2 separate regions of the Acanthopagrus latus genome follow, and region 1 is linked to region 2. A link is a contact called in public Hi-C data. All regions are on one chromosome and are shown on one strand. The core of a region is the stretch at or near the end of the contact, and the rest is flanking DNA. Distances in the headings are between cores, read along the strand shown. Region 1 holds the start of LOC119016997. Region 2 holds the start of LOC119017293 (zinc finger protein 239-like).

Region 1 (5,978 bases), core at 3,462-5,961, 210 kb after region 2:
AAAAATCATCATTCACGGCAGGAATTTACTCTAATGTTTCGAACAAGAGCTAAAACCTCTTTCAGCAGTAAGAAGTGAACATTCAGTGAACGTACCTCCAGACTGATTGAAGCGCTCCTTATAAAACTCAATGTGCAATCTTGCACGCTGCTCCTGATATCTCCAGAACAAACTTTCTCTCTCCCAGTAGTCTGGATCGTCCTCTGAGACTCGGCTCATCCAGGGCTGTTTGGGTACCATCCTCTTGGTGATGCTGTCGTAGTGGTTTGTCTGATATCCATCAACAAACACGACAGCCACAGTGTCGGGGACATTTGGGATCTCAGAGGATCCAGTGTGGACGTGCCTCAGAGAGTGTTTCACTGTAGAGAAGCAGAAACACTCAACATTCACAACATAACATGTAAACTGAGGCCTTCCTGTCTGTCCTGGCTGCCTACACAAGCCTGTGGGTGATATGTTGAGCTTGTTTAATGCTGCTGGATTTCTTTGTGTCTTACAGTTCCAGCTCTGCCCCCTTAACAGGATAATGAGCCTAAACACACCTCAGAGCTTTGACACAACTGCTGAAGACCAAGACATGTACAACCACAATCTGTCATCATGATTATTTGTTACGTTCTTTTTTGTTACATTAACAGGAAGGAATGTGAACAATGAGTGTGACTTCAGGCATCATTAGATTTATTCATACACTGAGCTTTTAAATACGCAGGCTAACGTAGCATAGCTCACTAGCTTCACTTGCTGGTTGCTGGTCTGGGGGGTCTACCTGTACTCCAGGTGTGCGTGCTGTCGGCCTCATGTCTGTGTGATGACGTCTGTTCTCACACACACCTGACGGCTGCAACAGTTCTTTAGTTTGCTCAGAGTGAACTGGGTCACCTGTAGCAGAGCAGCAGACGCCCAGTGACACTCACACTGATCTACAGTCAGTTTTAAAAGTGATCTTACCTGCAGCTGCGACTCCACACGACAGCAGCAGCAGCAGCAGCAGCAGAAGTCTCATCACTTCTGTTTCACACGTTTTATAAGAGAGAAAAGAGGAAGTGCAACTTTCTTCTTCTTCTTCGAGTTTCATCAGCGGCTTCTTCCTGACCAAAATTCAGACCAATAGGAGCACAGAAAGGGCTCATACGTCATCAGTTACTAGGGCGATTTTAGGAACTGAGGTTTATAGTGAAAGCGAAACTATTGTAAAACTTTTATTGTGCAGAGGAAGAATGTCGCAACCAAGATTAACCAAAATGCCAGATGACAATATTCATATTCATACTTACCAATTCAATTCATTCATTCATTCACCTTCTTGTCTGTTTCTATAAGTAATAAATAAACAAGGTTTAGAGTTATTGAATGTAGATTCGTGCATCTGATATTTTGCTGAGTGACAGACAGACTGATCATTTAACATACTTTGATTTTACTGCTGTGACCTTTGTTACAATCAGTATTATCAGTAATGAATCTCCTCACGTCCTCCCATGAACTGATGAATGTTTCAGGGAGAACATCACAGAATAAACACTGAGATCCTCCTTCAGCTGGACGAGGTAAAGATCTGATTATATATTTATGAGTTAGTTCTTCCAGTTAAGGACTTCAGTAAAGTTGCTCCTGTCAGCAGCACAGCTAACAGAGACAGCATCACTGAGAGATCAACTCCACTGATCAACTCTTTTCTTTTTTTTTTTGCATCTTTTCTTAATCAAACTTCAGGGAGAAAATATTTTGTTGAATATTGAACTGCGAAATATCTTTAGTTATCTGTGTTACTGTAATAAAGTGTGAGGGTTATGATGGCTGGGCACCTAAATACAAGAAATCAATCAATCATTTTTCAAAACTTTTTTTCTGACAGACTCAGTTTGCATCAAAATTGTCACTTCATCTTTGCCTGAATTCCTAAAAATGCTGTTTAATATAATCAACACTGTCATCATTTATACCTGATGAAAAAACTAAATGATGGTCTCGTCGTCCTCTGAAGAGGTAATATTAAAGAATATTACTGGTATCGTTCTTTGTGCCGAGGTGTCCAACCTGTTTTATTGATGAAGGAAGAATCAGAGACAATTAATCACAACTTCTGATCACGTTATAAACACTGAAGAGCTGTTGTGTTCAACTGCATTAGATTGGACAAGAGTAAAAAGTACAAAATACGATTTAATAAAACAAAATAAATTACATTTTAATACAATACAATAAAACATAATAAGACTGTTTCAGGTTCAGGTCAGCTGCCTCAGTGGCTGGATGAGTCTCAAGCTAAACATCTGTGAGAAAGTTCTTTCTTGGATGAAACTGTTTCATTAAAATCAAATAACAAAATCAAAACCTCCACAGGAGACTCACCAGCTGTTCCGAGTTCTTATTTCAAGGATGTGTTTCATACATTTTGGCACACTGACACATTATTACGGATCCGACCGGACTCTTACAAGACTCCTGCTGACCAGGCTGCTGTGTCTGAAGCTTCCTGAACTCTTGAGCATCTGTCAGGCTTTGATCCAAGTTCTGATCCGCCACTGTTGTACTAACCTGTCTCAGGTATGTGGCATCGATTACTGTTCTGTTTGATAAGTGAAAGCTAATATTATCTTTTAAGTCAAACAACCGATCAAACCAACACTTTACTCAGCTGTCTCTATCAGCACCTTGATAGATCTGTGCTGCTTCATGTGTTGCCTCTCTGTGTAAGTAAAATCAGAAGGCTTGGTGATGTGAAGCGTTGTCATGTTCCTGCAGTAATCTTGGCTTCAACACTGAGACGATCCTGAGCAGCTCTGAAAACATCCAGTCATGAAACCAAGACAAGAGACTGACAGCAGGCAGCGGCAGCCTCCACCGGCCTCGAGGGAAGTTTACTTTGAAACATTCAGAGTCCTGGTCATGTTTTGGGGCAGTCAGTATTCAGGCCTCTCCTCTGACAGGGGTGTTTGTAGAAGCAGGACAGCTGACTGAAGCGCCTGTTGCAGGCGGAGCACCAGTACGGTTTCTCCCCGGTGTGCGTCCGCAGGTGCACCGTCAGGTTTCCTTTCTCCACGAAGCCGTGACCGCAGTACGTGCAGACGAACGGCTTCTCGCCCGTGTGGCTGCGGACGTGTCGCACCAGCGTCGCCCTCCTGCCGAAGCTTTTCCCGCAGACAGTGCAGCCGTACGGTCGCTCGCCCGAGTGGATCCTCATGTGCGTCCGCAGGTTCCCCCGCAGCGTGAAGCTCTGACCGCACACGCCACAGCGGAACATCGCCTCCCTGTGGACTCGGAGGTGAAGCTTCAGGTTCTCGCTCGGCTCCAGATGTTTCCCACACAGGCCGCAGACTCTCAGATGTGCCGCAGAGTGCGTGAGCAGGAAGCTGATCCTGTGGAAGGACTCACCGCAAACTTTACAGGTGAACAGCGGCGCCGGCTGATGCGACAGATCAGTTGAATCCTTCGCCATCAGAGATGAACTCTGTCCTTCAGCTTCTTCTGTCTCCTCTGGTCTCCAAAGACCTGCATCCTCTCTCCAGTAGTCTCCGCTGTCCTCCGTCTCCGAGTGTTCAGCCAGCAGGTGTCCGTCACTCCCTCCGTCTAAACCGGTGGCTGGATCAAAGTCACCGCTCAGTTCGGACTCGTCTCCGGCACCGACTTCGGTTTTAATCTGAGCTGCCAAGGTGCCGGCGTCCATCTCACCCGGACCGTCTGTGTGGACGGTCAGAGTCTGCGTCTGGTCATCAGGACACGTTTTTATCCAGGAGGACGCCTGCAGAGGGTCTGCAGGGACGACACAAATCAATCAATCAATCAATCAATCAATCAGTCAGATTGATGATGAGATCGACCTACTACCTGATTATAAAGATAATACATTCGTCATTTGTAAACATGAACTATATTCATGTCTTGCACTAACAAGAAACAGCTTCATGTCTCAGTTTCAAAGAGCCCCACGTAACTTTAGACGTGTTTGTAACATTACACTTGTTAACGGATCCGATCTGTCGGTCAGCAGAATCTTTTACTCCCCAACATCAGCACCGGCCCCAAAAGATCCACATCAGTCTAACAGACAGTATCGTGGGAATAATGTTTCAGAAATCTGGTCACCTCACGAAACACCCACACGAACATTTTTCATTTGTACTTTAAATACTCATCAGTGCTTCCATACTTTATCTGCAGTGAGGTTGTGAATTACTTGGCGTGTTTTCACTGCAGTATCAATGATCCTCCTCTGCAGACATCGATATCATTATCAGTCTTTCTGTGCTGTGGTTGTGTTCCTCACTCTGACCTGCTGTCTGGATCCACCGGCCCTCCTCTGACTTCAGGCTGTCCAGCTGTCGCTGCTGCCGGTCTATGTGGTCCCGGTACCGGGTCACGGTCTTCACGAACACCCCCAGGATGTCGTCCACCGCCGCCGTCAGCCGCTCGCTGACGAACATCCTCAGGGTCTCCATCTCTGCCTGCGGGCTGCTCAGAGGAGAGGAAGGCGGGAAGAACATCTGCTGCTCTGCCGACATGTTTGTTTTTAACTCTCGTGATGATTCGAATCGTTTTAATCTCCGAACAACGAAACACTTTGAGTCCAAACAGGTGAAGGTGACAGACACACGACGTGACGGTCCAACACACCGAGACTGAGCAAAGACCGCGTCACTGTCAACACAGACTAACGGAACCAAGTAAACAAAGTGCCTGAGGTCCCACACTAAAACACGTCCGGCGGAAACAATGTCTGCTCATCAATGGTTCCGCAGAGCAGAACGTAAACAACAATGAGCGAATTGAAAAAGTTCTGTAGTGATCTAACTGCGCATTGATAATGGAATACTGACGAGCTCCTCCGCATCCCTTCACCTCTCCTCTCCACTCTGTGAGGAGTGTTTTTTCCTCACCACCTCTTAGACATCAAGGGACCAATATGCTTTGACCCTTATTGTGATTTGTTAGTTTCCCAACCTGCGACACACGTCGTCGAGGTTTTGCTTTATGGGGAAATGGAACAATTAACACATATATTACATTAAACACAATCTTTTCTCATCTTATGAGGGAAGAGCTACTTGGCAGTTCATAAGTATTACTCATGAGTATTTCCAGAAGGATCCCTGTGGATGGGCCCAACTTGTAGGATGGAAACCACTGGACTAAAGTAGATCCAACACTGATTCATCACTATTAACAATCTAATAATGTCACATAGAATCAGATATCTGTCACAAACAGAACATTTACTGCAAAACTAGTACTACTGTACTTTTACTGTTGACTTTAAATACACATCTGGTCATTTTTGATCCAAATGAATAAAAATCTGTCTGATTCATCTACAGTAGTACAGAGAACAACTAGATACAGGATGCATCCAACAACAGTACAAACTACATACATGTACTCATAAGATACATGTCTTCTGTATATCTGAGGAAACTCTGCTATGAGCAACAAATGCAAACAAACTCTGAGGAGGTGAAATTAAACGAAATGTTTTTATTCAACTCTCATTTTCCACGTTTTACGTATCAAGCTAACACGATCAGGTTCTCTAAGTGACTGTTGTCTCATAGAGCCCATCATAAGTACAGAAGGTATTAAACAAATACATAATACAGTGATGTCACTTCAGTCTTAACTGGTCTTAATATTCAGAGTCCTCTTAGTCTGAGACCGAGACCAGACTGAGTAAAAAAGTAATCAAGTCTGAGACAGGACATTTAAAAAGTTCAAGACTGATGTTGAATCCTGCAAGACAACCACCAAGTGAATGTTTGTCAAGAACACTTCAGATCAATTATCGACCGATGTGTCATTTGTTTTTTTAAGGTGGAAATCTTTCACCACATTCAGAGGAGCTTAACGTTTTCTCCTCTGAGTGTATGGCCATGTGCCTCGTCAAATTCCACTTTCGTATAAATCTTTTACCACATTCAGAGCAGCTAAATGGTCTCTCCCCTCTGTGTATGGCCATGTGCTTTGTCAAATTCCTCCTT
Region 2 (5,895 bases), core at 3,209-5,708:
GTGCAGTCGTACTGAGCGCGTGCAGTCGTACTGAGCGCGTGCAGTCGTACTGAGCGCGTGCAGTCGTACTGAGCGCGTGCAATCCGTCCTGCAGCTCTTCTTGGATGAAACATGTCGACAGATTTGGCGTCACAGCGGCGTCCTGTTGACAGTCAGCAGGTCTGAGATCAGCTGATCAAACCTGTAACTTCTGTCTCGTCTGTCCTTTAAAGGAACAGTTCAACATTTCAATGAATCATCGCTTCCTCTCCAGCGGTGAGATGACATGATGGACATTAATCAGGGTGTGGTTAGCTTAGCTTAGCATAAAGAGTGTAAGCGGGGGGAAACAGCTAGCCTGCCTGAAGCTCAACAACCAGAAGAATCCAGATCAGAGTGCTGGTCAGAAGTTAAATCAACACATTCTGATTCTGACTCTGGCTCGTCACAGCATCATGTGTGTCTTTTTAAAGGAGCAGTTCACCCAAAACCATATTTACACTCTTTATTGAGATAAAGACTTCATGTAGCTGCTGAGCTAACAGTGTTAGCACGAGCACGGCCGCACGTCCAGGATGTAAATCTGGTCTCAGATCAGGTTGTGAGAACTATTCTGTAGACTACGACACTTCACCTGACTTTATATCATCAGGAGGAGGAGAGGAGGACTTTATATCCTCAGGAGGAGGAGAGGAGGACTTTATATCCTCAGGAGAAGAGGAGGACTTTATATCCTCAGGAGGAGGAGAGGAGGACTTTATATCCTCAGGAGAAGAGGAGGACTTTATATCCTCAGGAGGAGGAGAGGAGGACTTTATATCCTCAGGAGGAGGAGAGGAGGACTTTATATCATCAGGAGGAGGAGAGGAAGACTTTATATCCTCAGGAGGAGGAGAGGAGGACTTTATATCCTCAGGAGGAGGAGAGGAGGACTTTATATCATCAGGAGGAGGAGAGGAGGACTTTATATCATCAGGAGGAGGAGAGGAGGACTTTATATCCTCAGGAGGAGGAGAGGAGGACTTTATATCCTCAGGAGGAGGAGAGGAGGACTTTATATCCTCAGGAGGAGGAGAGGAGGACTTTATATCCTCAGGAGGAGAGGAGGACTTTATATCCTCAGGAGGAGGAGAGGAGGACTTTATATCCTCAGGAGGAGGAGAGGAGGACTTTATATCCTCAGGAGAAGAGGAGGACTTTATATCCTCAGGAGGAGGAGAGGAGGACTTTATATCCTCAGGAGGAGGAGAGGAGGACTTTATATCCTCAGGAGGAGAAGAGGAGGACTTTATATCCTCAGGAGGAGGAGAGGAGGACTTTATATCCTCAGGAGGAGGAGAGGAGGACTGGGTGAACTGTTCCTTTAATGGTGGTAAACAGACTCACCCTGCAGGTCTTGGTTCTCCATTCGTAACTAAAATACAGCGTCACGTCTGAACGTACTAATTAACACATTTTATCTGACATTATTTCTTCTGACAAACACGACGTCATGGAGACTCAGTCTTCTCCTCATTTACCCCCCAAAAACACACGGATCAGGACTTCTGAGGTTTAGAATTAAAAGCACGTCACTCGGGTCTGGACCACGCCTCGACCAGCCACAGGCGCCGGCTGGTGTTACAGGACCACCGGGGTTCAGTACCTCATCTTAGATCAGAGACTGATCCTTGTTGATGTGGCGTCCTGAACGTCTTCTCTCTTTTGTTAAATGTTAAATGATGATTGACATCTGTGATCCTCCACTGTGGCTCCAGCAGGACCACAGTGTGAAGACGCTTCACATCAACAACAACAACAACAACAGGACCCAGACGAGGGCTCGTCACACTCGTCTCCTCCTCAGTCACCAACAAACTGGGTTTAAAATTCTTCTCGCAGCACGATGAAAGAATTCATCATGTGAAGAAGTTAAAATGATGATAAACGCGTCTCTGCACCAGCTTGTGACCGACCGGAGCACCGAGCCGTGAAACAGGGTGTGAACGTTCAGTCGAGGGGTAAACAGGCCGGTCGACGTCCTCAAACACGACAAGTTGCTCTTTAATTATCTCTGATCCTGAGGTGGTCTGAGGGTCCTGACCTCCGGGTGAACAAGATGCATTTATGTTTCTGTTTAAATGATCAGTCAATAAAACCTGAACACGTTCTTCAGCTCAGCTCACAAACTGCAGCTCCGTACTCTGAAATATTAAAGACCTGTTGACAGCATCTCTCTGGTTTCTGGTGCCGCTGCGGAGAATAAACAACATGAAATCCTCACATTTCACCCGGCAGCAGACGCCATCACACACCCGGCACACACACAGGTCTACGACACGGCTCACCTCCACCCTGCACCACCCTGAACCCTCTCCGAGCCACGCCGCTCCTGACAGACAGGATTCAGGTAAAACGTGAAGTTGGGACTCACCCTGCAGCAGCGGCGTCGGCAGCGTCGGGGTCACCGCCTGCACTCCAACACTTTCCTGGAAGAACAAGTTGTCACCATCCTGTCATCGTCTGCTTCAGGCTCCAGAGGTGGAGGCAGCGGCGAGGAGAAACCGGCCGTCTGATTGGATGTTTTCTCTGGATTGTGTCGGTTTGGTTCTGGCTGCTGCTCCGCTCACACCGCGCCTTCTCTCCGCTCTGCCTTCGACATCAACTGTGAGGAGGATGCTGGCTCGCTGGTGCTGGCTGTGTCTCGTTGCCCGTGGCAACCAGTTGCTATAGCGATGGACCCGAGCTCATTGGGAGGCGGAGGCGATGATGGAGACATGGAGACGTGGGGAGCTGCGGACGGAGGGAGAGGAGTTTGTTTACATGGAAGTTAACTGAAGAACAGATCAGCTGTGTGTGTGTGTGTGTGTGTGTGTGTGTGTTAACGTGCTGTTTTTAAAATATATCATCAAATATCATTAATTTATAAATAATATACATCATCTGATTGTATGTTCTGTTTGTGATAAAACGGTAAAATCACTTTTAAACAGAAACGTGACAAACTTTAAATGACATGAATGGACTGATGCTGTCACACAGTGCTGATGATGTCATGTTTCATGTGTTCACAGTGAAGCTGCTGCTGAAACAACAACATCCTGTAGAAACACATTATATTATTATTGTTTTTTCATATATAACAATGACTGATATTTAATTGTTAGATCCTGTATATTCAGATAAAAATACAGCAAAGTGACGTTTTCTTTAAAGACGAATCAGAATTGACTGAAGTTTTAAAATGATGTTATTAAACTGTTATTTAAATTACACTAATGTTTTTTTACTTTGTAATTGAAATTCAACGAGAAAATGACAAAAATAATTTCTCACAAAAAAGATGTAATTTTACGGTAAACCACTGTTAAATGTTTGCTGCTGATGTTTTACCGTCTTCTACGTAATTTAAACATTTTTTTAAACAGCGCGCTGAAGATGTGAATCTTAACAAACACAAATATATATTTTCATGTTTAAGGATAAAATACTGACTTTGTTGGGGACTACTTTCACCAGCGGATGAATCCACAGCTGCTCCACTGACGACGTTTCTCTGACATGAACACAAACATGTGTTGGGAGAAACATCACTGTTATATAGACACAGAAACATATAAAGGCATAAACACACGTCAACATAACAAACATAAACATATAAACATGTAAAATATGAGCAGATCGGGACTTTAACAAAGTGTTCTCTCAGCTGATCTCCGACTCCCTCTGCTGGAGGAACTCTGTCATGACCTCAAACATCTTCTGGACTTTAATATCTGAGCGATCTGATTGGCTGATCAGGTTTACACTGTTTATCTTCTGTTTGTGACTGTGAGCTTCTTCTTCTGCTGTTCCCTGAAACTAAAGATGAGACACGTGACTGTAATCACTGCAAACCTGAAATTATCCACAACACACACACCCATTCTCACTGTGTGTGTGTGTGTGTGTGTGTGTGTGTGTGTGTGTGTGTGTGTGTGTGTGTGTGTGTGTGTGTGTGCAGTGATGGACAGCTGTGTTATTACAGGATGTTAATGTAAACGCCTGCAGCTGCAGCAGATCTGTGATCAGCTGCTCTGAGCTGCAGGTATGAAGACGCTGAATAAATCTGATTCTGTTTGAACGTTAAACATCTTTAATGTACAGAAGGTTTAATGATTCACAGCTCAACTCTGAATTACAGTCATCTTAATGTGTAATAACACACACGTTTATATTTATGTCTCTGTTATTATACATTCACATTAAACGTATCAAGGCTGCTAACATCAGCACAAAATCTCACTTCTGTTGTTTTCGGTTGTCAGTTTTATTTTACTGCATGTTTGTTTGTGATTATATAAATATTGTTTAAATCATTGTCATACCAGCAGAACAGTGGTGAAGGATGTGTAGGAGGAAGAAGGAGACGTAATTTCTCCCCACAGGACAGCAGGTGGCGGTATAAACACTGCATGAACACGGCTCCAACCCGCAATGAAAACAGAAGAAGAAGAAGAAGAAGAAGAAGAAGAAGAAGAAGAAGAAGAAGAGATACCGGAAGTACTTGTCGCGGCTAACGCTAACTTTTCCCGTTACCTGTCACCACAACACGGAGTCGGAGCGAAGTTCTGTTCTGACCGGATTCTCGTGTTTCTGTGGACCGACTGCTGTTAGCTGAGGATGCTAAAGCAGCTAGCGTAGTTTATTAGCAGCTAACAGACGGACACGCGCTGCTGGTCGGAGCTGTTTCCGGAGCTAATGAAGCTAACTTAGCTTGCTAGCAGGAAGTAGACGGAGCCGAGCGGACTGTGAACACAGCGCACATCAGAGTGAGCAGACAGTTTTTAACGGAGTGTTTCTGGAGGGAAAGTTCGTGTGAGTCAGTGAAAATGTCTAAAGTCCAAACGCTGAGAGTTGTTGTGAAGCAGCGACTAACTGCGGCTGCTGAAGAGATATTTGAGCTGTTTGAAAGAACGATAGCAGAGTACGAGGAGGAACTGTGTCGACACCGGAAACTACTGGCCGTCCAGAAACAAACAGGTTAGTTCACTTTCAACACACGAAGAAGAATAAAACTCCATCATATCGACCGGAACACGAACTGGACTGTAGAGTCAAAGACTGAAATGTCATTAAAACAAAACGGAAACACTTTGACTTTGTCTTGGTGAGAAGCAGATGACACACGTGTAGTGAGATACAAACCAAAGAGTCATGACAACATGATCATAAATCTTTAGTTCCCCCTGAAGAGATAAACGGTGGTGACGTCATCTCCATGTCAGTCTGAACTTGTAATCCATCGTCTTCACACACATCTCATGAATCTCAGTGTGTTGAGACTGTTGGTGCTGCGAGGTGTTGAACTGCTACCAGGACGTGTTACCTGAGTGTGTTTCTCCTCCACAGACGTCCAGCAGCCGTCGGGCAGTGAGGAGGTTTGTTCTGAGCCACCGGAGCTGCTGCACATTAAGGAGGAGCAGGAGGAGGTCTGGACCAGTCAGGAGGAGGCCGACATCATCCAGTTCACCTTCACTCCTCTCCCGGCGAAGGGTGACGACGATGACAAGAAAAACAGGTCCTCACAGCCTGGTCAGAGTCTGACCGAACAGATGGAGACCGGGGCTGACGGAGAGGACTGTGGAGGACCAGAACCAGCCAGGACCTCAGATCCAGTTCAACATTTACACCCTGTGACTGAAGACAAGGCGTCACACTCCTCTGAACTGGATTCAGAAGACGCTTCTGAATCTGAGAGCGATGACGACGCCTCCGATTCCGACTCTGATGACAGCGGCTCTGATTCTGATGACAATGCCTTTGAACACGAGACTGATTACAGCTGTGATCGGGACGAGACGGCGGGACCACAGACGGGTTTAAACCCTCTGCAGAACAGTGAAGTACATGTGAGCGACGTGGACTTCAACTCCGGGACGTCGTCGTTCATCCCCT

What was found. Hi-C and Micro-C count contacts between places; a contact is called where the count stands out from the background.
Region 1: a Hi-C map of muscle shows a contact between it and region 2, with 2.7 times the contacts expected there. The contact joins the promoter of LOC119016997 here to the promoter of LOC119017293 in region 2. A contact is called at or near these places in 3 of 4 Hi-C or Micro-C datasets (liver and muscle).

The regions. Positions count from the first base shown.
Region 1 is chr3:754,450-760,427 of fAcaLat1.1, forward strand. LOC119016997 reads right to left here and starts at 4,712. Exons shown (of 10, transcript XM_037093395.1): 1 at 4,280-4,712; 2 at 2,895-3,759; 3 at 955-1,094; 4 at 96-362. The coding sequence starts at 4,508. It overlaps LOC119017283 (gastrula zinc finger protein XlCGF8.2DB-like), which reads right to left. Exons shown (of 2, transcript XM_037093892.1): 2 at 5,459-5,978. The coding sequence ends at 5,807. It overlaps LOC119017303 (major histocompatibility complex class I-related gene protein-like), which reads right to left and starts at 1,312. Exons shown (of 9, transcript XR_005074378.1): 1 at 1,281-1,312; 2 at 955-1,094; 3 at 96-362.
Region 2 is chr3:543,231-549,125 of fAcaLat1.1, forward strand. It overlaps LOC119017293 (zinc finger protein 239-like), which reads left to right and starts at 4,459. Exons shown (of 2, transcript XM_037093925.1): 1 at 4,459-4,980; 2 at 5,350-5,895. The coding sequence starts at 4,830.